Regions from separate parts of the Sus scrofa genome. Here region 2 is linked to region 1. The links are chromatin contacts, called in public HiChIP or PLAC-seq maps. All regions are on one chromosome and are shown on one strand. Each heading gives the region's core, a stretch centred on a gene start, on an enhancer-like site or on the middle of the called end of the contact. The rest is flanking DNA. Distances are from core to core; before and after follow the strand shown. Region 1 overlaps ZNF609 (zinc finger protein 609). Region 2 overlaps ZNF609 (zinc finger protein 609).

Region 1 (5,850 bases), core at 1,590-4,089:
ATAGGTAGGTCCTTTACCTCCTTGGTCAGGTGTATTCTGAGGTATTTGATTTTGTGAGGTGCAATTTTAAAAGGTATTGTGTTTTTGTATTCCTTTTCTAATATTTCATTGCTGGTATACAGAAATGCAACTGACTTCTGAATGTTAATCTTATATCCTGCTACTCTGCTGAATTTATTAATCAGTTCAAGTAGTTTTTGGGTTGAGTCCTTAGGGTTTTCTATGTATAGTATCATGTCATCTGCATACAGTGACAGTTTTATCTCTTCTCTTCCTATATGGATGCCTTTTATTTCTTTGGTTTGTCTAATTGCTGTGGCTAGGACTTCCAAAACTATGTCGAAGAGCAGTGGTGAGAGTGGGCATCCCTGTCTTGTTCCAGATTTGAGTGAGAAGGCTTTCAGTTTTTCCCCATTGAGTGTTTATTTGCTGTGGGTTTATCATAAATGGCTTTGACTATATTCAGGAATGTTCCCTCTATACCCACTTTGGCGAGGGTCTTGATCATGAATGGATGTTGGACTTTGTCAAATGCTTTTTCTGCGTCTATTGAGATGATCATATGATTTTTGACTTTTTTTTTGTTAATGTGGTGTATGATGCCGATTGATTTGCGTATGTTGAACCATCCTTGTGAACCTGGGATGAACCCAACCTGGTCATGGTGTATAATTTTTTTGATATGTTGTTGGATTCGGTTGGCTAAGATTTTGTTGAGAATTTTTGCATCTATATTCATCAATGATATTGGCCGATAGTTTTCTTTTTTGGTGGTATCTCTGTCTGGTTTTGGAATGAGGGTGATGGTGGCATCATAGAATGTCTTTGGGAGTATTCCTTCTTCTTCAACCTTTTGAAAGAGTTTAAGGAGGATGGGCACCAATTCCTCTTTATATGTTTGATAGAATTCACCTGTGAAGCCATCTGGTCCTGGACTTTTATTTGTAGGGAGTGATTTTATGACCTTTTCAATTTCATTTCTAGTGATCGGTTTGTTCAGCTGGTCTGTTTCTTTTTGATTCAGTTTTGGCAGGCTGTAAGATTCTAGAAATTTGTCCATTTCTTCCAGATTGTCAAACTTGTTGCCGTATAGTTGTTCATAGTATTCTCTTATGGTTTTTTTGTATTTCTGCTGTATCCGTTGTGATTGGAAATCTCCTTTTACAAAGTATATGTTCACATCTTTTACCTGTTTCTGGATTGGATTGTATGTTTTTTTCTTGCTGATTTGTTAGGAGTTCTTTGTGTATGTTATGGTTATGAGTCCTTTGTCAATTATCTGTATCATAACTATCTTCTCCCATATCTTACCTTTTCTCTTAATGGTACCTTTTCATGAATGGAAGTTCTTTGTTTTTATAAAGTCTAGTTTATCTTTTTTTTCTTCTATAGTTAATGCTTTTTGTGTCTTGTTTAAGAAAATTTTACCTTTCCCAAAATAATGAAGATATTTGCATATTTTTTCTGAGAACTGTTTTTCTTTTCATATTTATACTTAGAGTATATCTGAAATTGATTTCTGTTTAGGATATGAATTGGGAGTTAAGATTCTGTTTTTTTTCAGATGAATACCAAGTTGACCCAGCACTGTATTGAAATGACCATCCTTTCCCCCACTGCACTGCAATGTCACATATGTCATAAATCAAGTGATGTACGAGTGGATATTTTTCTAGGCTCTCTCTTCAGTTCCATTCATACATTTGTCTAATCTTGTGTCAGTGCTACACTGTCTTAATAACTATAGCTTTATATATCTTGATATCTAGTATTGTTAAGTCTTCCAGCTCTATCATACTTTCTCAAGATTGCCTTGGCACTTCTGTATAGATTTTAGGATCATCTTTCTTTTTATGGGAAAGGAAAAGTACTGAGATTTTGATTGTGATTACATTAAATCTACAGATCAATTTGAGGAAGACCTGAAGTTTCATCCTTTTGTTGAAGCTTAGTGTTACTCATTTGTTGGGGTGAAAGAGTGATATTACTTGAGGAGCTTGTTTTTATTTTTAAATTTTTTATAATTATTATTATTTTTTTTGTCTTTTTGTCTTTTCTAGGGCCGCACCTTCAGCATTTGAAGGTTCCCAGGCTAGGGGTCTAATCGGAGCTGTAGCCGCTGGCCTACACCACAGCCACAGCAATGCTGGATCTTTAATCTGCTGAGCGAGGCCAGGGATTGAACCTGCAACCTCGTGGTTCCTAGTCAGATTCGTTAACCACTGAGCCACGACGGGAACTCCATTGAGGAGCTTGTTTTTAAAATATATGTTGGAGTTTCCCAGCAGAAACGAATCTGACTAACATCCATGAAGATGCAGGTTTGATACCTGGCCTCACTCAGTGGATTAAGGATCTGGCATTGCCATGAGCTGTAGTGTAGGTTGCATAAGGGGCTCAGATCTGATGTTGCTATGGCTGTGGTGTAGGCCAGTGGCTACAGCTCCAATTAGACCCCTAGCCTGGGAACCTCCATATGCCATAGGTGCAGCCCTAAAAAGACATGAATAAATAAATATATATTATGGAGTTCCCGCCATAGTGCAGCAGGTTAAGAATCCAACCACAGCGACTCGGGTCACTGCTGAGGCACAGGTTCAGTCCCTGGCCTGGTGCAGTGGCTTGAAGGACCTGGGGTTGCTGCAGCTGTGGCATAGGTCATAGCTGTAGCTTGGATTCAATCCCTGGCCCGGGAACTCCACATGCTGTGGGTGTAGCCACAAAATGAAAAAAATAAATGTTGGCTATCCCCCACTCATATTCTGAATCATCAGGTTCTGGATGGAGCTTGGGCATGTTAATTGTGAAATAGCTCCCTAGGATTTATGATTTGCTGTCACCACCACTGTTCTCCACCCACCCTGCTGGTGAACTACTGACCTAGACTGTAATCTCCTCAGCTAGCAGCAGTAATTCACTGAGACTTTTAAAGTAAAATCTGACTGGTTTAAGGAATAACACTCTGCTTTTGAGGCTATACTAGTTTCCTAGGGCTACTATAACAAAGTACAAAAAATTCCCTGGCTTAAAACAACAAATTTATTGTCTCACCATTCTGGAAGCTAGAAGTCAGAAATCAAGGTGTCATCAGAGCTATGCTCTCTCTAATGTTTCGAAGGAAGAATCCTTTCTTGCCTCTTCTAGCTTCTGGTGTTTGCCAGCAGTCCTTGGTGTCTCTTGGCACGTAGATGCTCCAGACGCATGGTTTTCTTTTCCCTGTGTACCTGCACATCTTCTCTCTGAGTGTGTCTGTCACTGTGTTCAAATCTACGCTTTTTATAGGAAACCAGTCATAATGGATTAGAGCCCACTTAAATGACCTCATCTTAACTTGATTATTTCTGTAAGGACTCTGTTTCAAAGTCAGATCACATTTTGAGGTACTGGGAATTAGGCCTTCAGTGTATCTTTTTGAAGGGAACAAATTTCAGCCCATAACAGAGGCCACTGAAAATTGCTGAATAATTATTGTCACAGGTTAAAAACACAGAGGAAATCTAGAACTGCACATAATAATGAGAGGCATTGCTTCCCAAGCAGTCTAGGTAGAAGATCATCCACTCTCTGATCCCAACTGTTCTCTCCTTTATTACTGTTTCCCCTTTCTCTGGCACTGAGAGACTTGATGTGGTTCAGCTCTGCTCCCTCAACAAACCTGAAAATGCCACGTGGAGGATACCAGAAAGAAGCAGCTTCAACAGCTAGCTGCATCTCTCAGCCTCTAGCTGAAAAAGACAGGAAAAATGCCTCTTGGAGGCCAGCGCCTAGCCATGTTCTTATCCTGATTCTTCCTGCTAGGTCATAAAGCTGTAAAACTGTGGACAAGTGTGATTCCATCTTAACCCCAGGCAAATATTTCCTCAGAGCTGTCTCATTGAAATCATACCTTCCTTCATGGTGCTTCCTTCCCAGTGAGACAAAGACTCAGATGGACAGCCAAAGGTATGATGGCCTCCAGGTATATAGTGTATGATTACCTTTTATTTATTTGTTTGTTTATTGTAATTCATTGAATTTTATTATATTTATAGTTTTACAGACATCATCACAACCTAATTTTAGAACTTTTCTGTCCTAAACCCCCAGTCCATCCCTCCTCTCCCACCTGTCCCCTTTGGTGACCTTAAATTTTTCAAAGTCTGTGAGTCTGTTTCCATTCTACAACTAAGTTCATTTATATCTTTCTTCCTTCCTTTCTTTCTTCCTTGCTTTCTTACTTGCTTGCTTGGTTTTTTAGGGCTGCACCCATGGCATATGGAAATTCCCAGGCTAGGGGTCAAATCAGAGCCACAGCCACAGTAACTTGGGATCCAAGCTAAGTCTGTGACCTACACTACAGCTCATAGCAATGCCAGACCCTTGACCCACTGAGCAAGGCCAGGGATCAAACCCGAGTTCTCATGGATACTAGCCGGGTTCATTTCCTCTGTGCCACAATGGGAACTCCTCCAGCTTTCCTTGGATTTCCATTTGCATGGAGTATTTTTTTCCATCCTCTCACTTTCAGTTTGTATGTGTCACTAGAACTGAAGTGGGTATCTTTTTTTTTCTTCTTTTTTGGCCACTCAATGGCATATGGACCCAGCCAGGGATCATATCCGAGCTGCATTTGAGACCTAATCCACAGCTTTCGCAACACTGGATCCTTAACCCACTGTACTGGGCCCAGGGATCAAACTTGCATCCCAGTGCCCCCAAGATAAGAGTGATCCTGTTGCACCACAGCAGGAAATCCTGAAGTGGGTTTCTTGAAGACAGCATATATATGGGTCTTATTTTGTATGCATTCAGCCAGTCTATGTCTTTTGGTTGGGGCATTTAATTTAGTCCATTTACATTTAAGGTAATTATTAATATGTATGTGCTTATTGCCATTTTGTTAATTGTTTTGGATTTGTTTTTGTTGGTCTTTTTTCTTCCGTTCCCTTCTTCTCTTGTTCTCTTTTCTTGTGACTGATAACTTTCTTGCTTGCTTGCTTGCTTGTTTGCTTGCTTTTTTTTTTTTAAAGGGCCGCACCCTTGGAGGTGCGGAGGTTCCCAGGCCAGGGGTCTAATCGGAGCTGTTGCTGATGGCCTACACCACAGCTCATGGCAATGCTGGATCCTTAACCCACTGAGCGAGGCCAGGGATTGAACCCACAACTTCATGGTTCCTAGTTGGGTTTGTTTCCTCTGTGCCATGATGGGAACTCCCTGATAGCTATCTTTAGTGTTGTGTTTGGATTGCTCTTTGTTATTTGTGTATCTGTTGCATATTTTTAGTTTGCAGCCATGAAGTTTTGATATGGGTGTCTATATACATGCAAGATTTTTTTTTAAGTTGCTTCTCTGTTAATTGCAAATGCATCTGCAGTATCCTGCATTTGTATCCTCATCGTCTCACAATTTCTGGTTTTGGTAGCATATTTGTGTGTGGATTTCCTGCCTTTACTATATGTATTCCTTTACAGATGAGCCTTGTCATTTATAATATTCTTGTTTCTAGTTGTGGCCTTTTCTTTTCCACCTAGAGAAGTCCCTTTAGTATTTGTTGTAAAGCTGGTTGAGTGTCTGTAAAGGTTTTGATTTCTCCTTCAATCTGAATGAGAGGAGTTCCCACTGTGGCTCAGTGCTAACAAACCCAACTAGTAACCATGAGGATGTGGGTTCAATTTCTGGTTTGCTTAGTGGGTTAACCATCTGGTATTGCTGTGAGCTGTGGTGTAGGTTGTAGACACTGCTTAGATCCTGTGTTGCTATGGCTGTAGCATAGGCCAGCAGCTGCAGCTCTGATTCAACTTCTATATGCTGCAAGTGCGGCCCTAAAAAGCAAAAAAAAAAAAAAATTTAATGAGAGCCTTACTGGGTATA
Region 2 (5,850 bases), core at 2,487-4,986, 130 kb before region 1:
CGGTGATTCCAGAATATTTTCATTACCCTATTAGCATCTCTCTCTCCCTCTGTCTCTCTCTCTCTCACACACATAGCCATTTTCCTTTTCTCCTCCCTCCGTCTCTGACTAATTTACTTTCTGTATCTATGAATTTGCCTATTCTGGACATTTCATGTAAATAGAATCAAACCATATGTACCTTTTGTTCTGGCTACTTTCATTTAGCATAATGTTTTCAGGGTTCTTCCATGTTTAGTATGTATTAGGATTTCATTCCTTTTCATGGCGGAAAAATGTTCCATTGTATGGATGTACCATATTTCTTTATCCATTCATCATTGATAGACGTTTGCGCTGTTGCCTCTTTGGGGCTGTTATGAACATTTGTGTACAAGTTTTTTGCCCAGCTATGTATTCATTTCTCTTGGGAATATACCTATGAGGAGAATTGCTGGGTTGTATGATAGCTTAATGTTTTAAATCTTAGAGGAACTGCCAAACTTTTTCCTAAGTAGGCTGCATCATATTCCATTTCCACCAGCAGTGTATGAAGATTCCCATGTCTTCACATCCTGGCCAACACTCGTGACTGTCCTTTTAAAAATTTTTGGCCGTACCTGCAGCATGCAGAAGTTCTGGAGCAAGGGATTGAACCCATGCCACAGCAATGACAATGATGGATCTGTAACTCGATGAGCTACCAGGGAACTCCTGATTGTCTTTTTCTTTCTTTTTTTTTTTTTTTTTTTGGTCTTTTTAGGGCTGCACCCATGGCATATGGAGGTTTCCAGGCTAGGGGTCAAATCGGAGCTATAGCCACTGGCCTACACCATAGCCACAGCAGCGCCAGATCTGAGCCACGTCTGTGACCTATATCACAGCTCACAGCAGCGCCAGGTCCTTTACCCACTGAGCAAGGCCAGGGATCAGACCTGTGTCCTCATGGATACTAGTGAGATTCGTTTCTGCTGAGCCGTGACAGGAACTCCTGATTGTCAATTTTTTAATATCTATCCTAGTGAGTGTGAAGTGGTATCTCATTGGGGTTTTGATTTGCATTTCTCTAATGACTCATGATTCTAAGCATCATTCATGTGCTTTTTTTTTTTTTTTTTTTTTTTTTTTTTTTAAATGGCTGCACCTGCGGCCTATGGAAGTTCCCAGGCTAGGGGTCAAATTGGAGCTGTAGCTGATGGCCTACACCACAGTCACAGCAGCAGCAGATCCAAGCTGCATCTGTGACCTTCAGTGCAGCTTGTGGCTGCACTGGATCCTTAACCCACTGAGTGAGTCCAGGGATCGAACCCACATCTGCATAGAGACAGCTTCAGGTCCTTAACCCACTGAGCCACATCAGGATCTCTATTTTGTTTATCTTTTTTGGATATAAGTGTATTCCAATTCTTTGCCCTTTTTTTTTTTTTTTTTTTCTCTTTAAAAAAATTTTCTTTTGGTGGGAGTTTCCGTCGTGGCTCAGTGGAAACAAATCTGACTAGCTTTTAAGAGGATGCAGGTTCGATCCCTGGCCTCGCTTAGTGGGTTAAGGATCCAGCGTTGCCATAAGCTGTGGTGTAGGTCGCAGACATGGCTTGGATCCTGTGTTGCTGTGGCTATGGCATAGGCCAGCAACTGTAGCTCTAGGAACTTCCATAGGCCCCAGGTGTGGCCTAAAAAGCAAAATAAAATTGTTTATTATTATTATTATTTTTTTTTTTTGTAGCCATACCCATGGCCTGTGGAAGTTCCCAGGCCAGGGACTGAATCTGAGCTGCATCTGTGGTAATGCCAGATCCTTTAACCCACTGTTCCAGGCACCTCCACCTCCACAGCCACCTGAGCTTCTGGAATCTTAACCCTCTGCACCACAGGGGGAATTCCAGGTTTTGGAATAGCAATCCCTTTCCTTACCATGTGAATTTTAGGGTTAGCTTATTCATTTCTGCAAAAAAAAAAATCTAGCTGGGATTTTGATAGAGAGTATGTTGAATCAATTACATAATTTAGGCAGTACTACAGGCTTAACAATTCATGAACCTGGGGTCTCTTACCATTTATTTAGGACTTGTTTATTGTTTTTTTTTTTTTTTTTTTTTTGCTACTTTCGGGCTGCACCCATGGCCTATGGAGGCCCCCAGGCTAGGGATTGAATCAGAGCTGTAGCTGCCGGCCTACACCACAGCCACAGCAACTGAGTGAGGCCAGGGATTGAACTCGCATCCTCAAGGTTCATTAATCACTGAGCCATGAAGGGAACTCCTATTTAGGACTTCTTTCATTTATTTCGGTGATGTTTTTTAGTTTTCAGAATGTAAGTCTTACACTTCTTTTGTTAAATTTCTTCCTAAGCATTTTATTATTTTAGATGCTATTGTAAGTGAAGTTGTTTTCTGAATTTCATATTTGGGTTACTTTTTGCAGTGTATAGAAATACAGTTGATTTGTACTTACTGATATTTTATCTTGCTTCCTTGCTGAACTCATTTACTAGCTCTAATAGTTTTTTTATGCATTCTTAAGGATTTTCTCTGTGTAAGATGGTATCATCTCCAAATAGAGACACTTGTTCTTTCTTTTTAACATGGGTATCTTTGTTTCCTTTTTCTTGCCTAACTACCCGGGCTGTATACAATGTTGAATACAAATGGCAAGAGCAGGAGTTCCCGTCATGGCTCAGCAGTTAACAAACCCAGCTAGAATCCATGAGGATTCGGGTTTGATCCCTGGCCTCACTCAGTGGGTTAGGGATCTGGCATTGGCTGTGAGTTGTAGTGTAGGTTGGCAGCTGAAGCTCCCATTCGATCCCTAGCCTGGGAACTTGCATATATGCCTCAGGTGTGGCCCTAAAAAGCGAAAAAAAGAAAGAAAGAAAGAAAAGAAATGGCAAGAGCAGAAATCCTTGCTTTGTTCCTGATTTTAGGGGAAAACGTTCACTGTTTTACTCTTAAGTATGATGTTAACTGTGGATTTTTTCAGAGATGCCCTTTAGTAAAATGGAGCTTTGAAGGGAACATTTATATTCTTGTTTGAGATTTAAGAATACTTTTATTCTTAATATTATTGTTCTTGAGGTAGGGATAGGGGCAGGAGGATGTTGGAGAAACCTGTGGAATATAAAGCATACAAGATTGAGAGCACCTGGATTCTAGTGTCCATTCTACCACTTGAACTATATAACTTAAGGCATTCTGTTTTATTCTCTGTGCTTCCTTCATTCATGCTTTTTGCTCATCATCTATTTATTAAACATCTGGTTTGCTAGATATGTATTGGAAGATACAAGGATAAAAAGACTGAAGTCTTTGTCCTCTGTGCCAACAACCTCAATGTTTTAAATCTGACTCTGGAGGTATTGGGCATATGTTGATTTGTGGGCATGTATTAAAGCCCTGTTTATTTTCAGAGTTCAATATGGTTCCAGTGTTAAGACTGGCCTTATATGTAGATAGCATGAATGCTACTTACACATCAATCTCTTATACTGTCATTTTTTTCAAATTATTGTAGTCACTTGCAGTGACTCCCAATTCTTTGTCCTCTGCCCTGACCTCTTTCTGAAGTTTGACCATGGTTTCAGCTGCCTAATATTTCTTTGCTTGGTTGTCCCCCATGTACTTCAAACGCACAATATCCTAAACAAAATGGTCTCCTAAAGCCCACCTCATTTTTCTCAATTTCAATAATGAGACTATTTCCTTCCTTTTACCCAAACTAGAAAGTTCTGAGTCATCTTTGCATTTTCTTCTCTACTCATATCTAGTGAGTCACCAAGGCCTATCTCTTGTATAGCTCTTGTTATGACCCCTCTTCTCTGTACTTACTGCCACTTCCTTTGTTCAGACCCTCATCGTTTTTTACCTGGACCAAACTCTACTCTCACCCCCTTTCATTCCCACTTGGTGAATCAGTTGTCATTCAGGACCCAGCTTACATGTCACTTCTTTTTTTGTTGTTGTTCATTTTTTCTTTCTTTCTTTTTTTTTTGTCTTTTTGCTATTTCTTTGGGCTGCTCCCGAGGCATATGGAGGTTCCCAGGCTAGGGGTCAAATCGGAGCTGCAGCCGCCAGCCTACACCAGAGCCACAGCAATGCGGGATCCGAGCTGCGTCTGCAACCTACACCACAGCTCATGGCAACACCGGATCGTTAACCCACTGAGCAAGGGCAGGGATCGAACCCGCAACCTCATGGTTCCTAGTCAGATTCGTTAACCACTGCACCACGACGGGAACTCCCATGTCACTTCTTTATGGCATAGTCTTGTTAGCCAACTCTCAGACTTCCAGGTGAAATTAAACATGTTTCTATTAATGTTGTAGGAAAGTTGAATATTGTATCAGTGTTAATAACAAATTATAGAATCATAGAGACTTGAGTTTGAATTTTGGCTATTAATAGCTGTATGACCTTGAACATATTACACAGCTTCTCTGAGCCTCAGTTTCCTGTCTTAAAGTAAGGCTAATAACTACTTCATAGAGCAGAAATAAAGACTAAATGCAGTTATGGAGGTAATGATTATAGTAATCATGGCTGCAATATACTGAACATGTGTTATTTGCTAAGCATTGAGCTAAGTATAATACTTGATACAAATTGCTCATTAAAAGCTGTTAGCTTAGTACCTATTGTATAGCAGATAATCCAGTAAACCAAAGCTAGTATTTTCTATTTTGTCTTCTTCCAATGGGCAGGAACCATGCCTTATCTTTGTGATTGATGGTGTGGTAGATCATCAATAAACAATTGTTGAATTTGAAAAAAAAAACAGTTGTTGAATTTGAATTTATTTACTGTGATTCAATGAAATGCTGGGATGTCTTACAACATTCCCTATTAACTTGACTTCAATTCCTTTGGGATTTAAAGGTTTTTGAGTTTCCTATTAAAGTATTCATACCCCTGGAGAGTAATAATCCCTTGTGCTATAACCAGCAGCTGTCCTGTGGGAAGTAGTTGTTTATCAGCTGCTTTTCTTATCTGTGAAAGGTCTTGGCAGGATGAGACTGGGTAGAGAAGAGAAGAGGAGAGGAAGAGACCTGAACACAAGAGTATCATGAGGCACAAAACTGCTGTTTCCCATTTGCCTCAGAATTACTGACTCTCTTTCCTAATTTGTAATGAACATCACACCACCTAATACACAGGGGCAACATTTGGTAGCCTTGGCTCTGCTATAGAACCATAGGATTAGACCAAGTAAAAGTGGGTCATTTCTGTTGCTTGAAGGTCTGAATTAGTTATCACTTTGTGATGTTACTGGCATGATTGCAGATTCCCTCCCTTTATAGACAGTAGCTTTATATTGCATAGTGAGAAAAGATATTCTAGACATGGTCCCTAATTTTGGTCAGCTGTCTTGTAAATGGATGTCAGCAATCATCTGCTTGATGAACTGTATAGAGGATTATTGAGCACAAGATGAGATGATATAACTGCAAACACTGAAAAGGCTGCACAAATGTAAAGTGTATTATTCCAGGCTTTAACACATGACTTTGGAAAACTCATTTAAGTTCCTAGGCCTCAGTTTCCTTATCTCTAAAATGAAGGACTTGGAAAAAAATATTTCCAAGGCTCCAGTCAGTTCTAAAATTCTGCAAGGCTCCCTTCTATCTTGCCTACTAACTGGTGTCCCTTACAACTGTTGAGCAGCTATAGTTATTCTTTTAAAACTGGTCCAGGGAGTTCCCATTGTGGCACAGTGGAAACGAATCTGACTAATATCCATGAGGATGTGGGTTTGATCTCTGGCCTCGCTCAGTGGGTTAAGGATCCGGTGTGGCCATGAGCTGTGGTATAGGTCGCAGGCATGACTTGGATCCCACATTGCTATGGCTGTGGCATAGGCCAGTAGCTGTAGCTCTGATTT

What was found. HiChIP or PLAC-seq counts read pairs in DNA pulled down with a chosen protein or histone mark.
Region 2: a contact with region 1 is called in an H3K27ac HiChIP or PLAC-seq map of alveolar macrophages. The contact joins two enhancer-like sites. A contact is called at or near these places in 1 of 47 Hi-C or Micro-C datasets (heart right ventricle) and 1 of 2 datasets of contacts at active chromatin or transcription factors (alveolar macrophages).

The regions. Positions count from the first base shown.
Region 1 is chr1:107,393,525-107,399,374 of Sscrofa11.1, reverse strand. All of the region lies in intron 3 of ZNF609 (zinc finger protein 609), which reads left to right. Among named protein-coding and RNA genes, the nearest start is that of OAZ2, 71 kb to the right of the region's middle. Within about 2 kb of position 2,839, at least 11 of the 83 cell types and tissues checked have an H3K27ac peak or open chromatin away from gene starts, as enhancers often do. A contact at or near this core is called in alveolar macrophages, where this site is marked.
Region 2 is chr1:107,523,872-107,529,721 of Sscrofa11.1, reverse strand. All of the region lies in intron 2 of ZNF609 (zinc finger protein 609), which reads left to right. Among named protein-coding and RNA genes, the nearest start is that of ZNF609, 57 kb to the left of the region's middle. Within about 2 kb of position 3,736, at least 4 of the 83 cell types and tissues checked have an H3K27ac peak or open chromatin away from gene starts, as enhancers often do. A contact at or near this core is called in alveolar macrophages, where this site is marked.